2 separate regions of the Rattus norvegicus genome follow, and region 2 is linked to region 1. Evidence: chromatin contacts called from public Hi-C data. All regions are on one chromosome and are shown on one strand. Each heading gives the region's core, a stretch centred on a gene start, on an enhancer-like site or on the middle of the called end of the contact. The rest is flanking DNA. Distances are from core to core; before and after follow the strand shown. Region 1 overlaps Hk2 (hexokinase 2). Region 2 holds the start of Hk2 (hexokinase 2).

The links. Hi-C and Micro-C count contacts between places; a contact is called where the count stands out from the background.
Region 2: a Hi-C map of the A7r5 cell line shows a contact between it and region 1, with 2.9 times the contacts expected there. The contact joins the promoter of Hk2 here to the enhancer-like site in region 1. A contact is called at or near these places in 5 of 12 Hi-C or Micro-C datasets (the A7r5 cell line, the Rat2 cell line, Schwann cells and 2 more).

The regions. Positions count from the first base shown.
Region 1 is chr4:116,803,172-116,807,107 of GRCr8, reverse strand. It overlaps Hk2 (hexokinase 2), which reads left to right. Exons shown (of 18, transcript NM_012735.2): 8 at 2,428-2,583; 9 at 3,769-3,936. Among named protein-coding and RNA genes, the nearest start is that of Hk2, 36 kb to the left of the region's middle. Within about 2 kb of position 1,722, at least 14 of the 93 cell types and tissues checked have an H3K27ac peak or open chromatin away from gene starts, as enhancers often do. A contact at or near this core is called in the A7r5 cell line, where this site is marked.
Region 2 is chr4:116,838,441-116,842,748 of GRCr8, reverse strand. Hk2 (hexokinase 2) reads left to right here and starts at 1,474. Exons shown (of 18, transcript NM_012735.2): 1 at 1,474-1,732. The coding sequence starts at 1,670.

The sequences.
Region 1 (3,936 bases), core at 473-2,972:
TAAAGATACGCTGCCCAGTGTTGACTTTTTTTTTAATTGCTGCTTATTCAGAGTCCCAGGGCTTCTCTTCAATCACACTAGGTCTCTGGCCCAGTTATGACCCAGGGAAAATTGGAGGTGAAAGCTTAGCATTTTGCACCCTGGATCTTATGTGCCACAGCCTTATTTTTGTTACTTTTGACTTTTTTTTTTTTTAAGACTTTGTATTTCTTCTTTTTAAATTAGATTTATTCTTTTTTTAAAAAGATTTATTTTATTCATTATATATAAGTATACCGTGGCTGTCTTTAGGCACACCAGAAGAGGGCATCAGATCCCATTACAGATGGTTGTGAGCCACCATGTGGTTGCTGGGATTTGAACTCAGGACCTCAGAAGAGCAGTCAGTGCTCTTAACCACTGAGCCATCTCTCCAGCCCTATTCATTTCTTTTTATGTGTGAGTGTTTTGCCGTGTGTGTACCATTTGTGTACTCAGTGACTGGAGATCTGAAGAGGGCATTGTATCCCCTGGAACTGGAGTCACACATAATTGTGAACCACCATATGGGTGCTGAGTGTCTGCTCTGGGTTCTTTGCAAGAGCAGCCCCTCTGGCCCTCCTTTTGACCCTTACACAACCTTCTTTTCTCAAAATTTGCTGAACTGCTCCTCTGTGGAAGATCTTGAAACAGCATTGGTGGCTGCTGCAAGGGCCAAGGGCAGTTGCAAAACCGTTTTTGAGCAATGTGTCATTTATTTCTGTGGTCCTCTTGGTGCTGTGAGTGTTTTAGAAAAACTTAGCTCTGATCTCTATTGGGAAAAGGAGCCCAGAGAACCCAGCTAGCTCTCCACACTGGGGCAGAGGTGGGTAGCCTTTCTTAGAGTCACAGGCTTCTCCATGTTGAAATGCGACTCTGTGCACTTGCACTTTCTTTAGGATCATGTGGTTGTGTCTCTGTGGGTGCCGAGAGGTCAGCTGAAAAGCCATTCACTGGTGCCTGCTTCCCTTGGTGGGATGAACCCACATCATGAATCCCACAGTGGTTAGGAGCCAGGGGTCCCTGGGAGCATCAGTAGGGGCTCGCCATCGATGGCTGACAGTGATTGGACTGTAGTCTTCCAAACTGCCCTCTGGGGTGACCCTCAAGTCCTGCTGGACAGTCCTGTTGTGAAGAGCCACTGATGAAGGACCATTCCTCAGCTACCATGAGGCCGTCTTGTTGACAGCGTGGTGTAGACAGTGGAAATCTACAGTGCTGAAGCCAGGCTGCTGGTCACCAGGAGCAACTGCTATGTTAGAGCTTTGGGTTTTTTGGTCTTTGAGACAGTTTCTCATGCGGGCTAAGCTGACTTTGGACTTGCTGAGATGAACTTGATTGTTTTGTTTTGTTTTTTTTTTCCTTTTATTTATTTTTGGGTTTTGGTCCTTTTTTTTCTTTTTTGTATTAAGTGCACTGTGCGCATGTATGCCTACTGCTGGGGAGGCCAGAAGAGGGCGCTGGATCCTCTGACACTAGAATTACATACATGTAGTCCTGGGTGCTGGGAATCAAATTTTGTTCTGCCAGAGTGGTACTCACTCTTAACCATTTCTCCAATTGTCCTCCTGCCTCGGCCTCCCAAATGTTGGCATAGCTGGAGTCTGGAACGCTGCCAGTGCTCCTTTAGCCTGGCTCTGAGCAAGTCACATCCTGCTGGTTTTCAGTTCCTGCTAGGCATTCTTTCTGTGCCACACCCCTGCTGGGCCTCCTGGGTGGCATGGCCCATCCTAGTTAGTACACAGCCCTGTCCTAGTTAGTACATGCTTCCTGTCTTCTAGACTCCGCTCCTTTATGAGACATCAAGGGGCTTTCTTTACCTAGAAGATAATCCGAAGGGCTCGGTTTCTTCTGTCACGTGGGCCGAGGCTTTAGTAATCGCTAAAGAAAACAGTGCCACCTAGTGGTGGGAAATTAAATTACTGGACTTCCTTAAGTGCTGGCGTTGATTTCTTTCTTTGGTTCTCAACGTGTTCACCAGATTCTTGAGCTCTCTTTTAGCCTGCCCTGGAACTTTACCCCAGTCTCTATCCGGTTACTTTTTTTTTTTTTTTAGACAACGCTAGACTTGCGCTAATAGAGATCCACCTGCCTCTGCCTCCCAAGTGCTGGGATTAAAGGCATGAACTACCACCTCCCAGACTCTGTCCAGGCTCTTACCACACATTTTCTTGAATTCACAAATCGGTGAAGGCAATGTCGGTGGGATGAGTGGGAATTATAGCCATCTTGTTTCCTATTGGGAATCTATGATGTTACTATTATTACTGGGTTTGTTTTTTTTCCCCCTTGAGACAGAGTCTCACTACCACCCAGGTTGGTTTGAGGTTTTGTGTGTCGCATGTGTGCCCTCTGGAGGAGAGAGGCTGTGCATCTGTTGATGGTGGGGTGTCACTGGTGTCTCTGCAGGTTTGAGAAGATGATTAGCGGGATGTACATGGGGGAGCTGGTCAGGCTCATCCTGGTGAAGATGGCCAAGGCAGAGCTGTTGTTCCAAGGGAAACTCAGCCCAGAACTCCTTACCACTGGCTCCTTCGAGACCAAAGATGTCTCGGATATTGAAGAGTAAGCTTCTAAGTCTCCATGAGCAGGGCAGGAACCGGGGAGGGAAATGAGGGGCTTGGTTTGGAGTTCTGTGTGTGCCTCTGTGTGCCTGTGTATTCGTGTGTGGGTATGTGTTCTGCCTTTTTTTTTTTTTTTCTCTTAGATGTATCTCTTTCATGCAGCTGTCTTCAGACACACCAGAAGAGGGCATCAGATCCCATTGCAGATGGTTGTGAGCCACCATGTGGTTGCTGGGAATTGAACTCCCGTTGGTGCTCTTAACCTGTGAGCCATCTCTCCAGCCCTGCAATGTCTACCTTGAAGACAGACTTTCTCACTAGCCTGGAGTTTACTAAGGAAGCTAGGCTAACTGACCAATGAGCCTCCAAGGATCTACTGGTCCCCACCTCCCCAGTGCTCTGGGATTAGAGACAAACCACATCTGAATCTTTTTTATATAGCATAAATTGTGGGGATTGAACTCAGGTTCTTGTGCTTGCCAACGACATCACCAAACAGTGTTGCAAAGATTTAGGTCTGCTGTTCTGAGCTTCAGATTTCTACTTGATTGAGGGGGTCTTAGAGTTTCAGGGACGTGATGGAGAGAGGAAGTAGTTTTAGGCAAAGAAGGCCAATGAAATAGTTCAAAGGACTTTGCTAACGAGGACCCTTGGAGCAGTTCTGCCTGCTCTTTGTTAAGCCCAAAGGGAGATGAAGGCCCGTGTTATAGAGGCATGGGGCTCCTCAAGGAGAGGCTCAGGCCCTACCTCCAGCCCTTTCCCAATGTCTTCAGACAGACTGGCTTTTGCCTTTCTAGAGTGCAGCAGGTGGGGCTCACACTGAATTGAAGTACTCAGTGGTGGCCGGCAGCTGAGTTGCAGTGAGCAGGAACCCACACCCACACGTTCTCTTACTCAGCATGTGCAGCAGGGAAAACAGGGTCTTGTCTTTCTAAGGTACACACAAAGGAACTGCAAGGTTTTCCTTGTGGGAAACAAGAGCACCTACAGAAACCAGACCTCCCTCTGTGTGCGTATGCCTGTGTGCGTGTGTGGGTGGTCTGGGAGAGGAGCCTTGAATTACTGTGTAGTCAGCTCTCCCTGGAAGGATGACTTTGCTAGAACCGAGGGACTCCCTTGCCAGCCCACAGCCCCTCCCACTGGCCACAGTGAATTCAGCATGGCTCACACCCTGTCTGTTTCCCAGGGATAAGGATGGAATCGAGAAGGCCTACCAAATCCTGATGCGCCTGGGTCTGAATCCATTGCAGGAGGATTGTGTGGCCACGCACCGAATCTGCCAGATTGTGTCCACGCGCTCGGCCAGTCTGTGCGCAGCCACCCTGGCCGCGGTGCTGTGGCGAATCAAAGAGAA
Region 2 (4,308 bases), core at 225-2,724, 36 kb before region 1:
TGAGTACCTGTGTGCAGATGGTGTAACTGCTGTCGACAGTGCTGGGAGGAATCGCCCATCGAGGGAATAGATGAACCACACCAGAGAACATGGTAGAAGCGGCCCAGCAGAGCAACGTGGGCTGGGGTGTACTTCAGTCGGCAGAGTGCTTTGATCTCCAGTAGTGGCCCATGCCACTCCAGAGGTGGGGAGAGAGCTTGGGGAGCGAGACTGTTTGGAAATGGTAGGCCCTGTCTTCTTTCCATGTAACTTTCCAACTCCCAGGTTTCCCATTCTCCACCAGCAACAACCTCATGCCATTTGAGGTGCTACTTCAATATCGCTGGCGTCTACTCATCTATGTGAACTTAAGAGTCTGGTGTCAGGCGTGAGCTGAGGTAGAGGTGGGCTCTTCTCAGCCTCTATAAACCAATTCACACCACTTGAGCCAAGCAGTTACACATGCACTTTCTCCTCCCGCCTATCAGTCCTAGCTCCTGACAAGGTTTCTCTCCAGCCTTTTACTTTCCTGGCTTCAAGAAAGGCGGGATAATATACCAGGGTGGGGAGATTGCATTTCAGAGTGAGACGTGTTCTGTCTTCACCTACCACTTGTTGGCGATGTGACCTTGGGCAAAGCTCATTAACAGCACAGTGCCTAGTTCCCTAATTTGTAAAACATATGCTATAGGTGTGACGATTACGAAGGGCTGACTTTTGTAATGGCTTTGCTTCAGGGATCTGCAGACTCGTTGAGCCACAATTAGGATGAGAATCAAGGTGCTTCAGACTTGTGACAGGGCACTGGCGGCCCCTCACATGATCCTCAGATACCAGATTGTGGCGTGTGCTGCTAGGATCACTTGTCTTTCCAGTCTCCCAACATCTCTTGGGTCCGTGATCACGCGCCCCCCACCCGAAGCCCAGCCTGACGCGGCGGTGGCTCATGCGCCCTGGAGTCCCGGGCTCTAGCCACGGAACACACGTCCCAACTCTGGCGCCCGGCTCCGCCCCTAGCCTCGGGCGCGTCTCTCCCGCCGCCTGCTTGGGTGCTGGAGCAGCCGCGCCCGCGGGCTCTGGGCGCTGATTGGCTGTGGACTGCGGGCGGGCAGCCGGAGAGCGCACACACCCTCTTCCCGCAGCCAATGAGCGCGCCCACGTCACTGTCTTGGGCGGCCCAAAGAGCCGGCAGCCCCTCAATAAGCCACATTGTTGCACCAACTCCAGTGCTAGAGTCTCAGGACACCACAGGCTACACGGAGTTATCCCGCTTAGGAGACCCGAAGGCAGGAGCATCACTCCAGTGACTCTGATAAGGTGCGATCGCCCGAGAGGAACAGAACTGTCATTTTTGCGAAGTTGAGCCTTACGGATCCCGTGGGCGAAGTTAGCGACGGGACGCTGAGCAACTAGACCGGTCGGCAGGAGTGAGACTTAGGTGCCTTCTAGTAGTTGTGACTTAAAAAAAAAAAAAAAAAGGAAAAGAAAAAAGGAGGAAAACCTGTTTCTGGAAACGCGAGGCCCTCAGCTGGTGAGCCATCGTGGTTAAGCTTCTTTGTGTGGCTCCTGGAGTCTCCGATCCCAGCCGGACACCCGGGCCTGGTTTCAAAGCGGTCGAACTGCTCTGCCCGCTCCACCGGTAGCGCTCGAGCCTCGGTTTCTCTACTCGACCCCGACTCGCCGCAGCAGGATGATCGCCTCGCATATGATCGCCTGCTTATTCACGGAGCTCAACCAAAACCAAGTGCAGAAGGTAAGTCGGCACGGGCGGGAGCTGCTGGCTCGCTTCGGACCAAGTTGCGTGCTCTCCGGGAATCTGGAGCACGCAGAGGACCTGCTTCCTCCTCCGGGGCTGGGGACGTGGAACCAGTCTGAGTAGCTGGGAAAGTCCTGAGCGCCAGAAACCACGTCTGCTAGGCACCCTCGTGGCCCGGCCGCGCATCACCGATACTCCCACTTTCCCGGGATCCGCGAGCATCCTCCCCACCCTTAAAGCCCCTAATTTCTAGACGGGCCGGCCGCCCTGCACGTAGTCTGAGACTGCTGCGCCCACGTGGGAGGAGCCCCCTTCTGCAGCCCGAGTTCCGGAAGGAGCACGTGGGGAAGGATCCAGCGTAGGGGAGGAGGCGGGGTGGAAGCGTGTAGCAGCTGAGGCCCGGCCCTCTTAAACTTAAGGATGCGTTGGAGAGGCCATGGGTTCCTCGTGGCGCCCCTTGGAGGTGGATCGGGGGTGGCGTGGGGGAGAGAGCCACCCAGGAAGGAGCGGGAAAGGGCGCAGAAAGACCGGCCTGCCGCGCCCCCTCCCCGGAACTGAACTGCCCGGAACTGAGGCTCGAAAGGGGCGCCCCCTCACAGCAGACCTTCCTGGGGACCGCCCCGCCTCTCGTCCCCGTGTCTGGCCTCCGAGTTGGGGGCGGATTTTGGGTAGTATTTTCTGATTTGCTACTAAAAGTTACACGGAGTGGACTCACCTTCCCACCCCACGATTCCCAAAGTTTCTTTTTTTTTTTTTAATTTGTTTTTGTTTTTTTTCTTGGTCTCTGAAAATGAACCTTTAATAGCTCTGACCCTCCTGAGCCCCACCTCACTCTGCGGTCCCGGCAAACTCCAGCTCTCAGGGAGCGTCATTTACATAAGAAAGAGCCTCGGGCCCTGCTTGGAGCCTCACATTCGGCTTCAGGCTAGGGAGGTGGGGGTGGATCGGAGCCAGGCCCCGAGCGCTCTAACTCCCGGGAGAATTGAGTTTCTAAAATACCCAGGATTACGGGATTGGTTCCTGTCCTGGGCCCTAGTCCAGGATTTAAGAGAGGGAATGGTCTAGTATGGGGCGGGGGCCGGGGGAGGGGGGCTGCTGTCCAGAGGTTTGTGTTAGAATTGCTGCGAACCGTTGCTCAGTTACACATTTAAAATTAGTGTCTAACAAGAACAGATTTTAGAGAAAGTGCCTTGACCACGTTCTAGCCCTCCCACCCTCTTTCTCATGGTCCTGAGTGCGTGGGACAGGATGATAGGTTGTCTTTGATGTTTCCAAGGTCCTGGCAGATGAACCTCCAGATTTAAGAGAGGCACCTGATTAATTTGAGTTTCTCTAGTATCTTGGAATGTGATCCTGCACTTTAATAAGGTTTAGAAATTTGCCTTTAGGTTGGCTCGATTTTTGCAGACTCCATTGGGGTTTATCTATTCTTTTTCCCCCCTATTCTTGATTCAACCATATCTTGACAATTCCTAAATCACAAAGTGGAGGAAGACTCCTTAATCCTGTGGAGAGTGAATTTCCCTTTTGGACGTCTGAATTCTTTTTATGAACTTTCTCTCCCGGTGATGGAACCGTGGAAGCACCACAGACACTCCTAGGGGACATTTGGTGGAGTCATCTGTTCCTAGGAGTGACATGGGAGTCTCTGGAAGTGAGTTCTAACTCCTGTCTTGTGGTTCGTTCACCTTAGGACCCAGAGCCTCTTGGGAGGCCTATTCCTACAAGATGCAGATGACTGTGCCCATCCCATTTTATGGTGACTGACTGAACACCACAATTTGAACCTTTTGTTCTTTTAGGTTCTTTACACTCCCAACACCAGGACACTTGGATGTACTTCCTCTAAGTTACCAGTAGGGGCAGAATTGAGTCAGGCCTGTAACTTAAAAAAAAAACCCAGGTGTCACAGGAGGGATTTAGCCTCCCAGTTTAGACTCCCTGATCTGGCTTAGGTGTGCAAAGCTATTTGATCCCCCTGAAGTTTGAGAAGAGACACAGAGTATATCTGGAGTGTTTCTGTGCTGCGGAAGAATTAGGAAAGATGAAAGAAACTCTGGTTTAGGACCGATTGGTTACATTTTGGTTTTGGTTTGAGGCAAGGTCTCTCTACAGAGTCTGGCTGTTCAGTAACTCACTGTGTAGGCCAAACTATGTAGACCAGATCACAGATCTACCTACCACTCTCCACCTCCACTCCTCACTAACCCTGGCAGGCTGGACACTCACCTGTAGACCAGGTTAGCTTTGAACTCGAGAGATGCACTTTCCTCTGCCTCCGGGTTAAAGGCGTGACCACCATGCCTGGTTTTTGATTGGGACTTTTCTGAGGTTATCTTATTCTAGTCTTAGCACTTGGAACTTGTAGGGAGTAACCAGCTACCGCCAGCCCCACTTGGCGTCCTAGTGGGCAAGCGCAGTGTCTGCTCACTTTTGCTCTTTGCTATTGTGGAATTCAGTGGAGAGCTTCTGCTCTGACTGAACAGAGTGCCTCTGGTTCCAGACTCAGGTTAGCTCATGAATGTTCAAATGGCTTCCTGAGATAAGCACGATTATTTTGTGTGTTCATTACT